Regions from separate parts of the Sus scrofa genome. Here all the other regions are linked to region 3. Evidence: chromatin contacts called from public Hi-C data. All regions are on one chromosome and are shown on one strand. The core of a region is the stretch at or near the end of the contact, and the rest is flanking DNA. Distances in the headings are between cores, read along the strand shown.

Region 1 (2,700 bases), core at 57-2,556, 470 kb before region 3:
TGGTTCCTAGTCGGATTCGTTAACTATTGCGCCACGACAGGAACTCCTCTGTTTCCTTTTATAACAATGATGATACTTAACTAGGTTTTAAAAATCTGTCTTGGGGCTTGTCATACACACCCACACACATACAAGTTATAAATCTGTGTGGTCAAAAATATTTTTTTTTCTCTTGTGTACTAATAAGCTTCTTATGTAGCTCTTTAAAAAGTATTTTTTAATCACGCGTCTGGAGAGTGGCAGAAGCGGATTGGAGCCAGGTCATCTTGGCTGGTGTCATAACCACACAGCATTGATTTCTCGTATTCAGCAAGTTTGGAAAGACATGTCAGTGCCAGGTAACCCATTTTGCCCTGAGACCCAAGTATAAAGTCCTAGGATGTTGTAAAAAAAAAAAAGATTCTACTTCTCCAGAGACCCTTGGGCCTGAAAGACCACCAAGTCTAAATATTGGGGTGGATAAAGATAGAGCAGCCAAGAATGACAAAAAGATGGTGACCTCAAGAATCAGGACTAGAAAAAACAGCCAAGGGTACAGAGTGGGAAGAGATAACCTGTGCCTAGAAGTGACTGGCTAATGTTTCATCATGAGTCAAGCCGTAAGTGTCACATGAGACCATGCATCTAACTTCCCTCATCTGTGTACCTTGGAGTAGCCCTGGTTTCTCCCCAAACAGAGAAATGATATCTATGCACTCCCGGGGGCTGGAGGCCATTCATCTGACTTCCCTTAAGTGTGTGGATTGGAGTACCCCTAATTTCTCCCCAAAGAAATGATACTTGGGTATTCAAATGGGTTGAAACCCAGTGGGGAGAAAAAAGGCAGGGGCACATCCAGAAAAGTGAACAACTACCTTGGAGACATATGTAGTACAAGAAGAGGACATGGGGGAGTTCCCGTCGTGGTGGAGAGGAACCGAATCTAAGAACCATGAGGTTGCAGGTTCAATCCCTGGCCTCGCTCAGTGGGTTAAGGATCTGGCGTTGCTGTGCGCTGCGGTGTAGATCAAGGATGCGGCTCAGATCTGGTGTGGCTGTGGCTGTGGCTGTGGCTGTGGCTGTGGCGTAGGCCGGTGGCTACAGCTCCAATTGGACCCCTAGCCTGGGAACCTCCATATGCCACAGGTGCAGCCCTAAAAAGACAAAAAGACAAAAAAAAAATTAGTAAATTTAAAAAAAGAAGAAGAGGAGGATGTGGGGAGAAATCTAGCTCTAGGCCTGGTTTGGCCTGTGGCTGTGTGACCACGGGCAGCTCGGTGTCACCTCTGAGCCCGTGTACACACAAGGCACACACAAGGAGCATGCCAGCCTGATCCTGGGCAGCGGTTCATCCAGGCCAGTTTCCAGAGGAGCAGATTTCTCAATGAGGTGTCCTCCCTCCTCTGGCAAGAAAAGTAAGATCTGATGTGAGCCTTTCTTACGTACAGAGGTTGTGACACATTCAGAATCACAAAACTGTATACTTTGAAAAAGCTGAAAGTGATGATTTTTTTTTTTTTTTTTTGGCCTTTTCTAGGGCCACTCCAGTGGCATGTGGAGGTTCCCAGGCTAGGGGTCTAGGTGGAGCTGTAGCCACCGGCCTACACCAGGGCCACAGCAATGCAGGGTATCTGCGACCTACACCACAGCTCACGGTAACACCGGACCCTTAACCCACGGAGCAAGGCCAGGGACTGAACCGGCAACCTCATGGTTCCTAGTCGGATTCATTAACCACTGTGCTACCACAGGAACCCCTGGAAGTGATGATCTCACTGGGTCCTTTCATTACACAGATAAACAGAATGGGAGTTTCTTTGTGGCCTAGCAGTTAAGAATCCAACCACTGCAATGGCTCAGGTCACTGCCATGGTGTGGGTTCAATCCCTGGCCTGGGAACTTCTGCCTGCCTCAGGCACAGCCAAAAAAATAAAAAATAAAAAGGTCTTCCTATTGTGGCTCAGTGGATTAAGAACCTGACTAGTATCCATGAGGATTCAGGTTCAATCCCTGGCCTCACTCAGTGGGTTAAGGATCCAGCGTTGCTGTGAGCTGTGGTGGAGGTCACAGATGAGGCTCAGACACCGCATCATTGCTGTGGCAGAGGTATAAGCTGACAGCTGCAGCTCCGATTCAACTCCTAGCTTGGGAACTTCCATATGCTGAAGATTCAGCCCTTAAAAAGTGAAACAAAAACAAAAATAAAACAAACAAACAAAAAAACCCAACAAAGAAACCACAACAAAACCTCAGAAGCACAGAAGCACAGAGAGAGGAAGTCATTTATTAAAGTTACACAGCTCTGCACTAGCAAGGCTGCAACTAAAGACCCTGTTTTGTTTGTTTGTTTTTTCTGGCCACACCTGCGGCATGTGTAAATTCCTGGGCCGGAGGTCAAATTTGGACCTGGACCACTGCAGTGACAATGCCAGGTCCTTAACCCACTGAGTGAGGCCAGGGATTGAACCCATGTCCTTGTGGGTCCTAGTCAGGTTCACAACCTGCAGAGCCACAATGGGAACACCTATGCTGCATTTTTTTAAAAATGAAAATACGTATGCAAAGTATTTACATATTGGTACACACCACAGCAGACTGAGATTAGATGCTTCATACATGGCAGCTAATTTTCTTCCTCACAGTCCTTGTCTGCCGGTGTCATCTTCAGTATCTCAAACCCCAGGTCTCTTTTAAAGACTTCACATGTGTGGAAGGCACCTG
Region 2 (2,823 bases), core at 141-2,640, 270 kb before region 3:
CTGTGGCTGTGGTGTGAGCCAGCGGCTATAGCTGCGATTCGACCCCTAGCCTGGGAACCTCCATATGCCGCAGGAGCGGCCCAAGAAATGGCAAAAAGACCAAAAAAAAAAAAAAAAAAAACAAAAACAACATTTACAGCAGTAGACTCTGAGGGGAGCAGATTTTCCCTTCCATGAGGTGGGTGGGCCTCATCCAATCAGTTGAAGGCCTCAAGGGAGAAGTACCGAAGGCCCCAAGGAAGTGGGGATTCTGCCTCCAGATGGCCTTCAAACTTGAGGTACAGCATCACCTCTTCCCCTGACCCACCCTGCGGACTTTGGACTTGTCAGCCTCCACAACTGTAGGAGCCCATTCTTTAAGGTACCTGTCTATCATTCATCTAGCTAGCTAGCTACATAACCATCTGTCTCTTCTGTCATCTATCCATCTATCTCTCTATTATCTATCTGCCTGTCATCTATATATCTATCTATTATCTATCATCTATCCAGCTATCCCTCTATTATCTATCTCTCATCTATCTCTCTGTTATCTGTCTATCACCTATCTCTCTATTATCTATCATCTATCATCTATCATCTGTCATCTATGTATCCATTATCTATCATCTATCCATCTACCTCTCTATTATCTGTCTATCACCTATATCTGTCTGTCATCTGAGCATCTAAAGAGCAAGTGTGGACAGTGAGGAGTGGTCCACGGGGCTTTCCGGCCCAAGTCCAGGGAATCAGAAACCCTATGTGTGTTTCATATTTACAGAGCACTTCCTATGTGCCAGGCATCTCTGTCACTGGAAGCTGCCTCGTCTGAAAACCAGAGCCATCCCTCTCTTTATTTGTTCTGGCAGGTTGGGAAATGTTCCCATTAGGGCCACCTATTTATTTGACTGACGTTTTGTAATTCCCGTGTCTCAGCTCGTCCAGAGTTCCGGGCTGCAGAAAGGGCACAGCCGCTCCTTCTCCAGTGGCAGAAACAGATTATTCCAGCATCTTCCTTCCAGGCCATCTTCAGTTCCCCTCACCTCCAGCCTCTTGAAGCTATCTAGAATCTCTTGATACCCAGTAATCCCGTTTATTAAAGCCTGGGGTGCTTCCTTTCTGGCGAGTGTTGGCAGCCCTAAGACATATAGGGTCATTTGAACTTGATCACTTGAAAAACCTGTGGGGCGAACAATGCAAAGTGCAGGACGTGGCGATGAATTTCCCTCACCCTCTTTGTTCCCTGTTTTGCGTGTGTGGCAGAAGGTTTAACCCATATTTTCCAAGAACTGTGTAGGTGGGTTGCTGGGGACAATTGATTTTTAGGGAAGTATTATTCCTCTGGATGTGGAAACCATGAAGCAACGAATAACATTGAGCAAGAGGTGTCCTGATGACCAGGCCTGAGCTAATTATGGTGCTGTGTGTTTGCGCCCCTGGGTCATCAGAGGCGTCCCTTCGGCCTGAGTTGGCTTTTGCTCTGGACTCAGGGTAACCCCAGGATCCTTGTTCTAGCCAGCTGTCAAGTGGATCATCTACTTTTGAAGGCTGTGATGGGTTCTGAATGTGAAGAAGTATATCGTGACAGGTGCAAGGGACACAGACCTGTGGCTGAGGAATACTGAGTTCTGGTTCCCATCCTGCCCCTGCCTTGCAGTGTGACCTCAGGCAAGTTTCCTGACCTCTCTGAACAGTGCTGTCTTCACTGGGTTGAGTTTGGGCTTGGTCATCTCTGAGACTCCAGCCAGTTGGGGTTACATAGCCCGAATAAAGGGCCACCCTGCCTTCAGCAATTCACTGGCTGTTGTGCGGGACCAGTGCTGCCAAAGAAATTTTTGGACATTGCAGTGAAATTTCTAGAAATGTAGATGTAGGCAGTGAGTTCAGAGATATTTTAAACATCCTGCAGGTGACACCTGTAGCCAGGAAGAGACCATAGGTCTTCTCAGCTTTGCAGCTCCACACGGATGCACTGCTCTTCATGCTTATCACCGGCTGGGGGCCAGGAGCTGAGGGATGTCCCTTGGATTCTTTTTGTCTTAAAATCACTACAAGTATTTTCAAGGAACCGGGGGTGCAAAGCCACGCTGGAAGCTGGGTCACAAGATCGTGGTTGCCTGGAGACCTTGATGGAAGGCCTTCCTTTCCTCGTGGGTGGAAATATCCTCTGAGACAGCAGATGCAGTCAGCTGATCTCCTTGGGATTTAGCCCCAGATCCTACCACCAGCCTTGTCCCTGGCTCCATGGGTGCTGCGGCATTCAGAGCTGGAGGAAATCAAATCAGTGTATGCATTTTTCACTCAACAATACATCTTATAGGTTTTCTGTATGAGTGTACGCCACCTCGCTTTTTTTGTTTTTTTGTTTTGGCTGCACCACAGCTGTAACCAGAGCCACAGCAGTGGCAGTACCAGACCCTTAACCCACTGAGCCATGAGGGAGTTCCAACCTCACCCTTTTTAACTGCTGTGTAGTATTCCCTAGTTTCCCCAGCAAGTCTGTATTAATAGACATTTTGCTTTTATCCATTTCCCCCTTTTATTTCTGCCTCCCCTGATGTCATGACAGAGATTTTTTTTTTTTTTTTGCTCACCTCCACAGTACAGCCCCTTCCTTCCTTCATTCCCTCTCTCTCTTTTCCTTTACTCCTTCCCTTGCATCCGTCCATCCTGGAGCCACTCATCAAACACGCTGTCCCTACAGATGCTCAGCATAAGGGGCAGAATCCTGAGGCCCTGCCGCTAGGAGTTCCCGCCCACTGGGGAAGCAGAGACTAAGCAGATTATGGAGATTCCCGGAAACAGCTTCTTCAACAGCCTTTTCTTTCCTTTTCTTGCTTT
Region 3 (2,704 bases), core at 80-2,579:
TTCTCAGACTTTAATCAGCATAAGAATCATGTGGAGAGATTGTTAAAACCCAGTTTACTGGGTCCCACCTACCAGAGATGCTAATTGGGTAGGTCTCAGGGGGAGGGCCTGAGGCTTCGCATTTGCACGTAATACTGATGCTGCTGGTTGAGTAGCAGCTGTTCCAAAGCCAGGCTTTCTGCTTTCCTTGGTAAGTTCTGATGAAGTAGTAGATATTCTCGGGTGGTGATAGAAGTGTTTCTGGTACAACATCTCTGCGGAGCAATTGGCAATTCCAATTAAAATCCAAAAAGTAGACTTTGACCAAGAGTTCCGCTTCTGGGAACTTTATGTTAGAGAAGTAATTATGAAGATGATCAAACTATTTAAGGACTATGTGCCTGGCATTGTAGGAGTCCAATAAATCTTTGTGGAATGTGTTGCTGAATGGAAGATAGTTCATTGCTAAAGTGTTTATAACAGGGAAAACTGCAAGCAAGCAAAATATACAGATGTCAAAAGGGATTGATAGATAATATTAATACATACCATTTCAGTTGGAAACCAGGCAACTTCAAAATATTAGAAAGGATGATGGCAAAATAGCAATATGTGAAAACATTGGTATCACCTCATCTTGTTGGATATTTTCCTCTATTTATTTATTTATTTGTCTTTTGTTTTTTTAGGGCCACACCTGTGGCATATGGAGGTTCCCAGGCTAGGGGTCAAATTGAAGCTGTAGCTGCCGGTCTACACCACAGCCACAGCAAGGAGGGATCTGAGCCATGTCTGTGATCTACACCACAGCTCATGGCAACGCTGGATCCTTAACCCACGGAGCAAGGCCAGGGATCGAACCTGCCTCCTCATGGATCCTAGTCAGGTTCGTTAACCACTGAGCCAGGACGGGAACACCATTGTTATATATTTTCAAGGGCATTAATAATGTGATATCAGTCAATTCTTTTTGTTTGTAATGACTGGTGTTTTTTGATTGTGATTTTGTTTGTTGGTGTGTCTGTGAGAAGCATCTGTTACCTGTGTCATTAAACAAAACCTCAAATAAAATCAGCATAAAATGTTAACTCTTTAACCTGGGGCTCCCTGGTGTGATTCAGGACCTTTTCCTGGATCTACCACCGTGGAGGAAGCAGGAGATTTTTGGTGTGGAGGGAGGAGTGTTCTTCGCCTTTGAAGAGACTGTTGCAATCCCAGTTAATGGAAACCAGATGCGTTTGAACCTCGGCTTTCCGGCTGGGTTACTCTTTATCTTGGAGCCCTCCTTTAACTCTGGCATGAGCTGTCCTTCCCCGTGGGGCTGATGTGCAAGGCTGGTTTTTAGTGGAGGTGAGCGCCTCGTGGACGTAAACATTAACCGGATTGGGCATCGTTTCCAAGTCAGCTCGGGCAAATTGTGTACAACTCCTTTGAAACTTTTAAATTAGTTGGTCAATATTAACCAGCAAGGATTGTTTGATCAACATGTCAAGGCAGGTTATTGATTACTCTTTGGTGATTTCAAAAATAGCAAGAACACTGGTATCTGCTTTTTCCATGAAATGAAATGGTGCCACTGATAATGTCTACAGTAGACGTGACGTTATGTGCATGTGACTTTATTTATCCAGACAGTTAAAATGAACAATGTTCCCTCTGGCTGATTGAATAGCAGGTTAAAACCTCTTTACTTTGCAGGAATTTTCCTGGAGTAGAGTAGGTAATTGATTTTATAGTCACTAAAATGGGATTAAAAAATGAACTTGTTAAGGAAAAAATGGGGAGAGAGGCAACTGGGTCAGTTGAAAATTGAGTATCTAGAGATGAGCCTGTAGAAGCTGATAGTAACTTAGGTCATGACGGATCAACTGCTACAGGGATTTGCCTTAGTTTCTAAATTTGTGTGATGTGTGGATTTCAAAGTGAGACTTTCCAGTTTGGGTTATTTTTATAAGTTGTGTAACTTGCGGAAAAAATGCCTCAATATTTTTGGACCACAGTTACCTAATTGCATAAAAAAAATGCATCACTTCGCGTAATATAGATCCATGGTCAGTAAATGTTTGTTTATGCTAATGATGTTGACAGTAATACAAAATCTGGGCCAACCTTTTACCTATCACAAGGATTCAATCCTATTGACTATATAAACCAGAGAAATGAAACTGAATTTATTCATATTATTTTCATTATGAGTAATAAAATAACAATTAATTGGAAAATTGTTAAGAAAAACAAAACTTCAATTTCACCAACAGATTTAAAAATTTTTTTTTATTAAAAAATGTTTTTTTAGGGCTGAACTTGTGGCATACAGAAGTTCCCTGGCTAGGAGTCAAGTTGGAACTACAGCTGCCAGCCACAGCCACAGCCACAGCCACAGGATCTGAGCTGCATCTGTGACCTATGCTACAGTTTGTGGCAACTCCAGATCCTTAGCCCACTCAGTGAGGCCAGGGATCATACCCACATCCTCATGGATCCTAGTCAGATTCCTAACCCACTGAGCTACAATGGAAACTCCCAGATACTTTTATAATGAAACTTTGTCCCAGTAAAAGATAAAAAATTTTTAGTGACTTCCAATTCTAGGTTGAAGAGTAGATGAGAAGGCTTTTCATTTCCCTTCAACTCTGAGTCCCTTGATTCCAAGAAACTAGAAAAATCAACATGGAGATATGCTCTTTTCTAAGTACATTTGAGGTTCAACTCTTAAAAGGTAATG

The links. A called contact is a pair of places that touch in the nucleus more often than the background predicts.
Region 1: a Hi-C map of liver shows a contact between it and region 3, with 4 times the contacts expected there. The contact joins two enhancer-like sites. A contact is called at or near these places in 3 of 47 Hi-C or Micro-C datasets (liver and skeletal muscle).
Region 2: a contact with region 3 is called in a Hi-C map of liver, with 14 times the contacts expected there. The contact joins two enhancer-like sites. A contact is called at or near these places in 6 of 47 Hi-C or Micro-C datasets (fetal liver, liver and skeletal muscle).

What each region holds. Positions count from the first base shown.
Region 1 is chr4:12,419,582-12,422,281 of Sscrofa11.1, reverse strand. No RefSeq gene overlaps it. Among named protein-coding and RNA genes, the nearest start is that of MYC, 39 kb to the left of the region's middle. Within about 2 kb of position 1,306, at least 1 of the 83 cell types and tissues checked has an H3K27ac peak or open chromatin away from gene starts, as enhancers often do. A contact at or near this core is called in liver, where this site is marked.
Region 2 is chr4:12,216,743-12,219,565 of Sscrofa11.1, reverse strand. All of the region lies in intron 4 of LOC106509952 (a long non-coding RNA gene), which reads left to right. Among named protein-coding and RNA genes, the nearest start is that of MYC, 240 kb to the left of the region's middle. Within about 2 kb of position 1,390, at least 3 of the 83 cell types and tissues checked have an H3K27ac peak or open chromatin away from gene starts, as enhancers often do. A contact at or near this core is called in fetal liver and liver, where this site is marked.
Region 3 is chr4:11,947,741-11,950,444 of Sscrofa11.1, reverse strand. The region is part of intron 2 of LOC110260223 (a long non-coding RNA gene); the gene reads left to right. Among named protein-coding and RNA genes, the nearest start is that of MYC, 510 kb to the left of the region's middle. Within about 2 kb of position 1,329, at least 3 of the 83 cell types and tissues checked have an H3K27ac peak or open chromatin away from gene starts, as enhancers often do. A contact at or near this core is called in fetal liver and liver, where this site is marked.